Linked DNA regions of Mus musculus: region 2 is linked to region 1. A link is a contact called in public promoter capture Hi-C data. All regions are on one chromosome and are shown on one strand. The core of a region is the stretch at or near the end of the contact, and the rest is flanking DNA. Distances in the headings are between cores, read along the strand shown.

Region 1 (5,915 bases), core at 2,634-5,133:
ATGATGCTCTCTGACCTTGGGAAACAAGGATCATGTGAGTAATGAATAAGCCAGTCTCATTAAAGAGACTTTGATGTTTCGTCTAAGTTTACATGCTAATTAAGATAAGCTTGTCCTAACTCCCCCAAAAGTCTTTTTCTCCTTCTTTGGGCAAGTAGGCTGAAATACAACATAAAAGAGTGTGAACACTGCTAAGTGCACAGATTTAACCCTGCTGTTTTGCTCCTAATCATTATTAATTGCCTCCAGTGGCGGACATTAATTTCCCTATTGCGGCAACACGCGTCTTGAGCTTGGGCATATCCTAATACATCAAACGGGACAGGTGATATAATTCAGCCGGTCACAGCTGGAAAGGAGACAGCCACCCACATGCAGGCAGTCTGTCAACCTTAGTTACACTGCAGACGCCACCAACGCCTCAGAGCCACGACGCACATTCATCTCTGGGGATAACTTTACAAGAAGTATGGCCACTCAGCCCATCCTATTTAATCTGTTACCATCTTAGAGGCGAGAGGAACAGGACAGTTGGAACTCACATTTCTCTATGTGTTTGCAGTCCCTGGAGGGGAAAGCAGAGATGAGCGGTCAAGCTCACCGTGCAGATAAACTGATAGGCACTGGGTTCAGAGGGACCGCAGTATTTTAAAATAGATGTCACCAAAGGATTTTGAGTGAGTGGCTAATACTTCCTGTGATGTGACCTCAGGGTCCTGCCCTGATCTTGGGGCCTTCGGGTAAGTCTTGACAAGTTGCCCAAAGTGCCTTGTGTTTACATGTAACTCTGGCTCCGAAACGGAAGTAATAGCTTTGTTATCCTTGGAGATTACCTCAGTGTGCCTTGGTATTGGCACGGCAAACAGACACAGGATGGATGTTACAGCCTTTGGTGTGTGATTGAAAAGTGAGGCCAGCGGGCAAAGTCGTGGCTCAAAAGCCAAAAGTGAAATTTCCATAGAGGTACAAGATAATAAAGTTAAGCTTCGATCCAATCATTTCACCACTGATTAGACTTCCACATCCAAGATGGGGTGGGGAGAGCACCTTAAGAAAGTGTCTGCACGCCCATGCTGTGATGAGTCACAGCGGTCTTCACAATGCCTGACCGAGGGAAGCACCCCTTGATGGGTGAGTGGCTAGGGTATGTTGTATAGGTACTGTAGACTATTATTCTGCCCCAGAAAGGGAAAGATTCCAATATATGTTGCAGCATTCTAAGTGAAATAAGCCAACCACGGTGCAATCCTATGCATATTGAGTACCCTGGGTAGGCAAAATCATAGACATTGAAGGTAAATGGCCCTTGTCGGGGACTACAAGGAAGGGCATAGATGGCTGCTGGATGAGTATTAAGTTTTTTGGTTTTGTAAAGATTTATTTATGTATCATGTATACAGTGTTCTGCCTGCATGTATGCCTACAGGCCAAAAGAAGATACCAGTTCTCATTATAGATGGTCATGAGCCACCATGTGGTTGCTGGGAACTGAACTCAGGATCTCTGGAAGAGCCAACAGTGCTCATAACCTCTAAGTCACCTCTCCAGCCCCAGTATAAAGTTTTTGCATGATAAAGCAGTCATGGAGATGAACTGAACAGCAGTGTGATTCATAGCACTACTGAGCTACAGACTTAACAGTCAAGTCGGTGTCCTGAATGGAATCTTAATTGTCCCTCACAGGCTTCTGTTTTGAGTATTTGTCACCTGATTGATGGCACTGCTTTTAAGAGGCTATGGCATCTTTAGAAGATGGGACAAGCCTGGTAGAAGAGGGTGATAAGAGTACATGCCTGAGAGGGTCATAGCGGGTCCCCTGATTCCTAGTCCACCTGAGAGGGTCATAGAGGATCCCCTGATCTCTAGCCCACCAGGACCTGAGGAGCCTCCTCTACCCAGTCCAGCTGCCATGACCAACTGAGACCCTGTGAAACTGGGAGCCCAAGTGAATCTCCCCTCCCTTAAGTTGTGTGTGTCAGGGCTTAGCACCCAAGAGATCCTTCAACCTCCCTTGAGTGTTCGCCATCCCAACACCAACCTCACAAATGGACTAATGACTGCATCTCCCTTATTCTATCCTTCCAGTGGAGAGTGCCATGCCCTGTCTCTCTAAAAGCAAGGCAGGCACCCTATGTGATAGTGTGAGTCATACCAGTATACTTTCCCAGGTCTTGGGACCCTCAGACCAGGTCACTGTCCACCCAAGTGACCCCAGCCCTAGAAGCCCTACTCATGGTTTTCCCCCAAGGTCCTGCTCCCACTCTGTAGCCCACTCCAGCGTTCCTTGTACAGGTGCTCAGCTCAAAGGATGACATGATGTTGCAGCCCCTCAGGATGCAGCCACATGGTGTGAATACCTTCCAGGTGGTAGCAAAGGCTGGATTGGACAGCACACACCAAAACCTTTAGAAGTATGTTCAGAGGAGAAACAATCAAGACATGCTGAAGGGTGTCTATAAATATTTGCTGCTGTAGATAAAACAATGACAACCAAATTGGGAGGGGACACACCAGGAGAAACGCACACCATGTGCAATTGCTTACTACAGCCAGAGAGGGTTGGAACTAAATGCATCCTTACTAGAAGGGTTCAGCAATGGACCAGGGTTAAATACTCTTGTTTTGCTCCTCATTTTATTTGACAGTACCCTCCAGTCCCCAAAAGATTTAGCTTCTATTTTTTGTCTCTTGTTGAATGAACGTAGCCAGCCAAAACTAACTGTCCCATTCGAAGGATAAAGTAAGGGAGGTACAGTTGTTACTCCATTTGTGAGGTTGATGTTGGGATGGCCAACACTTAAGGGAGGCTGAAGGATCTCGTGGGTGGTAGGTCCTGAGACTCACAACTTAAGGAAGGGAAGATTCATTTGGTCTCCCAGTTTCAGAGGGTCTCAGTTGGTCCTCAAAGCATGCCCTGTCTGTACCCCAAATTCATTCCTTGAGCCTTGTAGGAATCCCTCAAGGAAACATGTTTATTATGCTGCTACCCCTTCCGTTCCATATTTGTGTAACATGAAATCCATTTTTTTACATCAGTTAGGGCAAATTTTCATCGCTTACATTTACTTGGGTCTGAAGTGACAGATATTGAAAGGGTCATCCTGTTTGTGTTACTGTCTGTTCTCCAGGGGGAAGCTACAGATAAGTCCCATTTCAAGTATTAGTTATCTTTTAGTAAATAAACTTCACACATCAAGTTATAGATTGGGCTTTATAGACGTAGTTCTGGCAGAATTTTCCAGAAGGGTCCTCTGAAACAAGATTTTCAAAGCAAGGAACCAGACATTACTTGTAAACGCTATAAATTTTACTATGTCAGATTTTCTAAAAGTATATATTAGTCCACAATGCCTTCGGGTTAACACACACACACACACACACACACACACACACACACACACACGTTCATAACCTCTGCATGGAAGTGTGTATAAATCAAACAACCACAGAAATCAGGATTTCAGAAGACAAATTCCAGACTTGGAGTGTCACTAGCTCAGGCTTGCTCTCAGCCTTCTGCTGTGGCAGGATCCAGCCCGAGGCACCACTTTCTTCCAGGTCCACCACCACAGTTATTTATTCCTGTTTTGATTCCACAGAAGTTTTAGCTGCCCTGAAAAGCTCGCTGCACTCGCCTTTGTCAGCTTTAACCATAGGTCTTCAGTCTCTGCAACATTGTAGTCCCTGCCTCCTGCCAGGAGGTCTGTTTGGACTGCTTTCCCTGCTCCAGGGGAGCAGAGATCCACAGCCTGGCAGGCAGCAGAAGGCTTCAGATGGCAGATAGAGCACGTGCCAGCCAGCAGCACAGCCACAGGCTTGCGGCTCTGTGCTCGCTGTCAGGGACACACGTGTGACATTTTTGTTATCTGGCAGGAAGTGTGTTTAGGTTAAACTGCAAGTGTCACTATGTCACGGACTTCTCTGCTGAGCCTGAGACAGGCACTCCCTATCAGTGAGAGCTGAGGCAGGCTGAGATCCGCTGTCTGTCCAAGCAGCCTGATTCCTGCAAGCTGTGGTGTTTCCAGGGCGGCAGCAGAAGCAGCCGCCAGGGCTGTGATCAGGACTCTGCTTGAGATGGTGAAGAACAAAGACAGCCACTAAAGACCCACGTGGAGGGAAGAGCGTGACAACATGTCCCACAACTTCAGGGGCGCATTTGCAACAACGGACAGTGTGCTGTTAATTAAAAGAGTTTAACTTGGGAACTAGACTGGCATAGTACACTACTTCCACTCTGGGAAATACACTCACAGGGAGCTAATAAATAATCCATGAATGGTAATCTTTTCAAGTCATTTCAAAGGCTTGGAGTCGCCAGCCTCAGTAATTGTGAATGCAGTGGCCCAAGCGCAACTCCATTAAAATCGAAAGGTGCAAACTGATTAAAGACACTCTATGTTTTTGATAGAAGTCTTAAATTCAAATGTCACATCATTTGTTTTTAGCAAATGGAGTAATTACAATAATATTTTCTTCATTTTTAAGGTCAGATCTCTTAAATTCTACGTGCCTGATTTAAATGCAGCCACAATTCCTTTCCTTGCCTGCCTTAATTAAATGTGTGTGTTGCTTCAAGGTAACAGCCGCTCATGTTTTTTCTGAAGTAGAAATAAATATTCCAGTTGTCTGCAAGGTTGGAAGGGAGAGTTATAACATTTCATATCAGATATTATTAATAAAACTGAAATTAACTTTATTTCCCACCTGCTAACTCATTCTTGCTGAGAAAACATAGGTCTTGTTAAAGCAGAGGTATTTTCTCCTGCCTTCGTGTATCTATTGCAATCTAATTTTTTTTTTAATTTACAGGTTCCTCAATAATTACATCAATCCTTTTTAATGGTCTTGTAGCTTAACTACCTGAAGAAAATTTTAAAAATGCTTTCCATCTTATGGTATTTGAACTGACACACACTTTCTAGGGCTTCGGAAAATACCAGAGAAGCTCCACATAGAGAACTATGTAAGATTTTATTGTTTCAAGTGACTCTGGCCCTTTAAATGAGCCAGGAAGGTGGGGATGTCGAGGAAGGGGAGGAACTTGTCTTGCTCACTATAAATTAAAAAGGTTTCCTTTTGCCTGTGTCCCAGCTGTCAGTCCTGGAGCAGAAGTTAATGATGGTGCCGGAAGCAGTCAATCCATTTGTTTAGGATGCTCCCCTGCTTTGCTGGACCCCAGACCTCCAGATGTACCATTCTTCTGTGCTGTCAAAATATTTTTCTCCTGAAAAACAACGGGATTAAGAGCAATTGAAGGAGCCAGGTGATGCCAGCTGGATAGGAAGGCCGGAGTCCAGCAGGGCAGGCCCCCCATCATGTTGTAACAAAGGTGTCTGGCAGGGTTACAAAGAAGCACCTTGCAAAATGTGTATCTGTAGGGAAGCCAATCTGAGTCAGGATGCAGGAGTTTGTCCCACAGTGATTCCAATGTGCTACCCTGGGGAGGAATCCCTGGTGTTTTAGGTTGCCTGTGAGCACAGAGAGTGAGGGTTGGAGCCAAGGACAGGTAGGGAAAGGCCAGGACAGGCAGCTTGTAAACAGAGTCTGCATTTGAGTCCTGCTTATTTCATCTTAGTAACCTTGAACCTTTGGACCTACAATACATATATATTCTCCAAGACTCAGTCAGCATCCCCATTTGTAAAATGGGATGGCACTTCCTTCACAACACTATTGTGAGAATTAGAGGAAGGAAGAGACCTAAAGCACAGACAACTGGAAGTGTTTACCATATTGTAAGCGCTAAAGCGTATTAGATTATAACTGTCCACTGAGCTCTGCAGGGCTGGAAGGGACTCGGAAGCTCTTTTGATCCAACCTTCCCCTTGGTCCAGAACCTCACACTCATCCTACTGCTCTCAGAGTGAGATTCAAGAAACCCTGCTTATTGAACAGAGAGCAGATTGGTTTAAAGA
Region 2 (5,585 bases), core at 2,850-5,349, 450 kb before region 1:
GTAAGAAAACTCTGAGGAGGCAGGCAGGAGCCACATGTCGGCAATGAGGCTGCTCCTTCAAATAGTCAGGGGTTTTCAGAGAGTGGAAAAGCCATACCCTTGTGCCCCATTGAGTCCTGCCAACCTGGCCGGAGGCGGGTTGGGGGTAGGGGCTCAGCATCCTACACTGCTAAGCCACCTTCGGAGTCCCCACAGAAGCAGGCCTTAGCAACCGACAAGCCCCGAAGCGCCATAAAAGAAAATGAGGGCTGTTACCCTTTATGGGGTGTAAAGGGCTGCGTAGGGGGAACGACTGCCTTCGGAGGCCCAAGCGCCTTCCAGATGTAGCCAGAGGATTCTGCCTCGCCTCACACCCCCCAATTCTTTTCCTTCGCACCCCCATCTCTCTGCAATGTTGACTGTCTTCTAAGCCGGGAAAGGGGGACCAGGGTGAGGGTGGATGGGGCTTCTCCTTAACCCCCACCCCCAACGAGCCGCCAGGTTGGCACGCCCTCTGTTGTTGCAGACAGAAAGGACTTCAAAGCTTATGCAGTAAGGGTGTGCCATAAAGGAAGGTCTGCGAACTGTCTGGAATTCGGCTCTTAATGAGTTTACAACTGTCCAGCTCCAATTAGGGTATCCCACCAAAACCCTTTCATTTGTTTGCTCTGTCTGCCTCCGATAAAGAGACTGCGGAAACAGCCCTCTTTTATGGGTATTGCCCCCTCGGCAGCGTAGGTTCCTGGCTCCCCAAGGATTCCCCAGGGACAGGGCCCTCGCTCCGCCCATGGGAGTGGAACGCTGGTGGGGTCACAGGCGTTGCCGAAGTTCACGCGGGCCAGAGCAGCTGCGGCTGCAGTGCCAAGAAAATTCCAGGAGATGGCAGTGTGGCTCCACGCAAGAGGCTTTCTCGCCGCCATCTCCGGCCGCCGAGACCTAGGAAGCTCCTAAAATGTCGACTTGAAGCGAGCCTTTCTGGAATGGGATTTGTGTGAGCAGCAGTCGTATATTTTCCCTGCTGCTCATGCCAGCCTGAAAGCCTCCAAGGGACACAGCATGCGCCGGGGCTTGCCTGACCTTCGGCGCTCGCTCCTCCCCGGCCCCATTCCGAGACCGCTGTGTTGCGTGGCAGCAGCGACGCCGAAGGTGCGGGGCTGTGGCTGAGAACGCCAGTTCCATTTCAGGGTCACAGTCCTCATCCCAGCAGAGATCTAGGGACAGCGAGGCGCACGGGGAACGGGTCGTTCACGATCGAAGAACAAGGGAATGAACACCTACGGCCCCAGGACCAGATGAACCCACAGAGAGCGCATCCTGTGGCCACGGGTTCCGCCGACCCGTGAGGTCCCCAAACCTGGTTCAGGGTGGGGGGGTACCAGGCCTAGCTAGCCACCACCAGTATGGGGAGAGAGAGAGAGAGAGAGAGAGAGAGAGAGAGAGAGAGAGAGAGAGAGAGAGATCGGGGACTTGGTCGGTTTGAATACCTGACCTTAAAATTAGGCGGCTGAAAATTGGTTATAAAGTCATACTTGGTGGCTGTCTTGTGTAGATCTTCGGGGAACTTGGCCACGCTGGGGTAACTTGGGGCATAGTCTAGGAACTGTTAGGTTGTTCGAAAATAAATGATCTATACGTTTAAATAAGTACATTAACACTCTAGCTTCAAAACGCATTCATATGGTTGAAGTCGTTCTTGCTTCTCAGGCCGTGGTATTTCTTTGGCATTGAAAGGCCAAGGCTACTCTGGTGTCGCCGGTTGAGGAGGCTAGAAGAAAGAAAAAAAAATCCCCATTCATTCTCAGGCTACTTTTAATGCTAGATGTCCCCAGCTTCAGAGCAAGGCGGCTAGTGTGTGGGATCAGACTCTGGGGTAGGATGGTTTCGGAAAGAAAACACAAGAGCAAAAAGAAAACTAACCCTTCGAAGCGCCGTGAATATAGACCGTACAGTGCATTTATTTGGGTCGTAATAGTCTCGGCCAAGCCCACAAAATGTTTATGACTCGCATCTCCGTGCTGAATGCGCTGTAAAACCAGGGACTCGATCCTGGCTGACGTATCTCCTGGGTCTCCCTCTCTTTCTCTCTCTTACTCCCTTAAAAAAAAATCTTCCTGCACACACGTAGGTACTACAGGCATATATCCTCGTTATATTTCCGTATGTAATTCATGCTACTTCACAGCATCTGATTGTAGGAAGGGTTTTATAGCTTCTTGGAGAGAGCACCAAGAGATACCTATCCTAATCCTGAGAAATCTATATTTATGTTACTGCTGAGCAGTGGGCACAAATAGAATGCTCCAGTTTTCTAACAATGGAAGTCACTGGTTGGCAGCAGCCGCTTCCCTCCACGGATCACAGAGGCCCTAGGTAGGTGCAGGCCTCCAGGAGCTCAGAGGCCTGGTGAAATGACTAGGCCAGCAGCCTCCCTTGCCCTTGGCCGACTGGCGGCGGGGCAGGCTGCTCTCTGGTCTTCGCTGCTGAGAGGTTTTTCACAGCCTGTCGCTGTCTTCGTCCGGACAAGACCCGGCAAGGAACTGGGCTTATTTATTCGCTTCGGGTAGGAATTGGTGGCCGCGTCCAAGTCAGGCGCCTTTCACTAAGTCGGGGGACATAGTCTCCAAGCCCAATAGCTGAAGCCCACCATCTTCTCAGGGGAGGAGACTAGAAAGGTTCAAAGTCCCCCAAACTCAGCACCACTGGACTCTCTAGAAGGCGCCGTTTTGCTGCAAAGGTCTGCGTTTACATTCTAAACCTAGATTTAAACATTGAGGACTATCTGGCCACAGGAAACGGAGGAAACAAACTCTGGCAGTAGGTTTGAAAGCTAGTTCTGGGACAGCGTTGGGAAATATTTAGATAGCAGATTAAAAACTGGGTCTGGGCTCAATAGTGTGTGAATATTTTCACACATAACAGATACATTTCCATTAAATAAGTAGGGAGCCAACAGTCAGAAAACATATAATTAAATAGGCCTTGCTGAGAGTCTGATTTTGTTCAAAGTCTGCCAAGGGAAAAGAGACACAGAAACGAAGTGAGGGTTTTTGGTGAGTCTTGAATCCCACTCAGAGGGAAGACTTGTGCCCAGAAGTGCCAAGACCTTGAAAACAGCAGAATTTGGGACCTATTTGGCCTTGGCAAACTAGCACAGAGTCTCTTGTGGGAACCACTTAGTCCTTTCAGGCCAAATTCAGATGACCTTCCTAGGTGTGTTAGTGTCGTGTTTTTCCTGTTCAACCCAACTCCGAACTCTGGTTGTCAGGTCTCCTTCTAAAGAGAAGTTCCACTTTAGACACGTGCCTTTGGACTGCTCCAGTCTCCTGAGTCTAGACAGACCGCCTGGGCCTGCCTGGCCTTTCACTGTGCGCCCTTCTGTGTCACCCCAGGAACAATTTATTGGTCTAAAGCAGTCTAATTTCGCCTCTTTGATCTCCTAGCCTTCTTTTGGTTTGCTTCATCTTCTTTTAGCTATTTTAGAATTTTATTTCTCTCTTAGAAGACACTGTTATTTCGATTTCTACCCCCTCCCTGTTTCACCTCTTCTGTTTCCCATCCTGGTCCACCATAAAGTGGATCCCGGATATTGCCGCCTTAGGGTCCTTATGCTCCAGGGGAGATAGCCCAGCTCCCACCTGCCCTCCTCCCCACCAAAACCTGAGCCCTTTACTAGGTAGGAGCTGGGGTTCGTTCCAGCGGGATTTGAACATCCCTCTGTCTTTTGTGCTTCCAAGACCCCCCTGAGAGGATGCGGTAAACGGGGGTGGGGTAGGTGGAGGCAGCCTGGACCCACTGAAAGTGATAAGAAAGTGCTTTGTACACCAGGAACCAAACTCTATAATTTAGAGGAGAATTTCCGGGGCAATTCCATTGTGAAGTCGGGTTTATGATGTGCAATCGAGCTGAGCAGTAAAAGGTCGCCAGTCTTCCAGCATGGCCTGAGCAGTTTATGAGGCGTTTAGGGGAAGGGTTCACCCAAATATCCTCCAGAGAGCGTTGGGCAGCAGAGCCTTCACCCGACCTATCATTGCAGGGGGAGGGGGTCTGAAGCCCAGCAAGGTAAGCCCCCAGGGTGGGCTACTATTTGGGAGAGAACGAGGCTGTGCTTAGCAAGCACACAGTGCTTAGAAAGGTGAAGCCGCGGGATCTGGGTGGCCCCTAGAAAGGGCTCCCTTATTCGCTTTTATTGTCTCCTAAAGAACTGGGGTTCCACAATGAGCTACAGCACCCAGGTCCTGAGATTACCTCTCCTGTCTCTAATCCAGCTCTAAAACTGTTACCGGCCCACAGGGTGGAAGGCTTGCTTGCCTGAGAGCCGCCAGGAGTGTATGACGGATGTGTTTTAAAATTTGTGGAGCCGAGTTTCTCCCAAACTGAATGAGGATACCCCAGTTTTTTGTCATCTAGGGGGTAACTAGGGGTTGTGGCAAGGACAAAGCGGGTGTTGAGCTATCTCTGGAGTTGCTGCCAGCCAGCCAGGTGCCCAGGAGCAAATGCAGAGAAACTGCCAGGGCCGCAGTGTCCGGGAGGAGAAAAGGAATCCCATGTTAGTATATCTGTTGGCAAATGAGGCTCATTAATAGATAAATATTTCACTGCTTCCTTTAGGGCAGATAAACAGTGCGCCGCCGATTAAAGAAAGGAAGCTGAGAGACGTTGACTTTATTCGAACCACATGGTTCCAGTTTGTGGCAGCGGTCTCTCCGCTCGGCTAGAGGAGACACCGCGCCTGCGGTGTTGGCGCTGGAGCATCAAATCAGGTCTTAAAGGTTTCCCTGCTTATAGAGAGAGGTGGGCAAAGAGTGGATTTCCCTCTCTAGACCATCTTTGGGCGGACAGGTTACAGAGACCCTGGGTCTTGGACCCTCAGAGAGGGCCCGAACAGGGGGAATCCACACAGTGGATCTGGGGTTCAGGAATAGGTATGAGGTTGTCGGGGGAGGGGGCGAGATCCCTGCCTCCAGGCTTCGGCGGCTGGGACGGGGCTCTGGCGGAGCCTAGGGGTCTGATTGCGTCGGGCGCCCTGGCAGCCCGGTGCAGGCAGGCCGCGTCTGTGAGCCTCTTCCCCTTCCATTCTAGGAGGCAGGCGGCCCGTGGCGCGGGACCACCTGTGAGGGCTGCTGAGATTGGCGGAGGCGGTCATGTGGGCGGTCACGTGCCGCGGCGAGCTCCGTCCAAAAGAAAATGGGGTTTGGTGTAAATCTGGGGGTGTAATGTTATCATATATCACGCTACCTCGTAAAACCGACACTGAAAGCTGCCGGACAACAAATCACAGGTCAAAATTATGAGTTCTTCGTATTATGTGAACGCGCTTTTTAGCAAATATACGGCGGGGGCTTCTCTCTTCCAAAATGCCGAGCCGACTTCTTGCTCCTTTGCACCCAACTCGCAGAGAAGCGGCTACGGGCCGGGCGCCGGCGCCTTCGCCTCCACTGTGCCGGGCTTATACAATGTCAACAGCCCCCTCTATCAGAGCCCCTTCGCGTCCGGCTATGGCCTGGGAGCCGACGCCTACAACCTGCCCTGCGCCTCCTACGACCAAAACATCCCCGGGCTCTGCAGTGACCTCGCCAAAGGCGCCTGCGACAAGGCGGACGAGGGCG

What was found. Promoter capture Hi-C pulls out the DNA fragments that hold promoters and counts their contacts.
Region 2: a promoter capture Hi-C map of stem cell-derived epiblast-like cells shows a contact between it and region 1, with 6 times the contacts expected there. The contact joins the promoter of Hoxa7 here to the enhancer-like site in region 1. A contact is called at or near these places in 15 of 39 promoter capture datasets (the 3T3-L1 cell line, 3T3-L1-derived adipocytes, the C10 cell line and 9 more), 3 of 15 datasets of contacts at CTCF or cohesin (embryonic stem cells, large pre-B cells and pro-B cells), 40 of 484 Hi-C or Micro-C datasets (the C10 cell line, the C2C12 cell line, CD4 T cells and 25 more), 9 of 115 datasets of contacts at active chromatin or transcription factors (the NIH/3T3 cell line, astrocytes, bone marrow-derived macrophages and 4 more) and 4 of 9 other capture datasets (adipose tissue, embryonic stem cells, liver and 1 more).

Annotation. Positions count from the first base shown.
Region 1 is chr6:51,766,064-51,771,978 of GRCm38.p6, reverse strand. No RefSeq gene overlaps it. Among named protein-coding and RNA genes, the nearest start is that of Gm38811, 58 kb to the right of the region's middle. Within about 2 kb of position 3,883, at least 109 of the 459 cell types and tissues checked have an H3K27ac peak or open chromatin away from gene starts, as enhancers often do. A contact at or near this core is called in the HPC-7 cell line, LSK cells, Th1 cells and 6 more, where this site is marked.
Region 2 is chr6:52,217,087-52,222,671 of GRCm38.p6, reverse strand. Hoxa7 (homeobox A7) reads left to right here and starts at 4,099. Exons shown (of 2, transcript NM_010455.2): 1 at 4,099-5,585. The coding sequence starts at 5,267.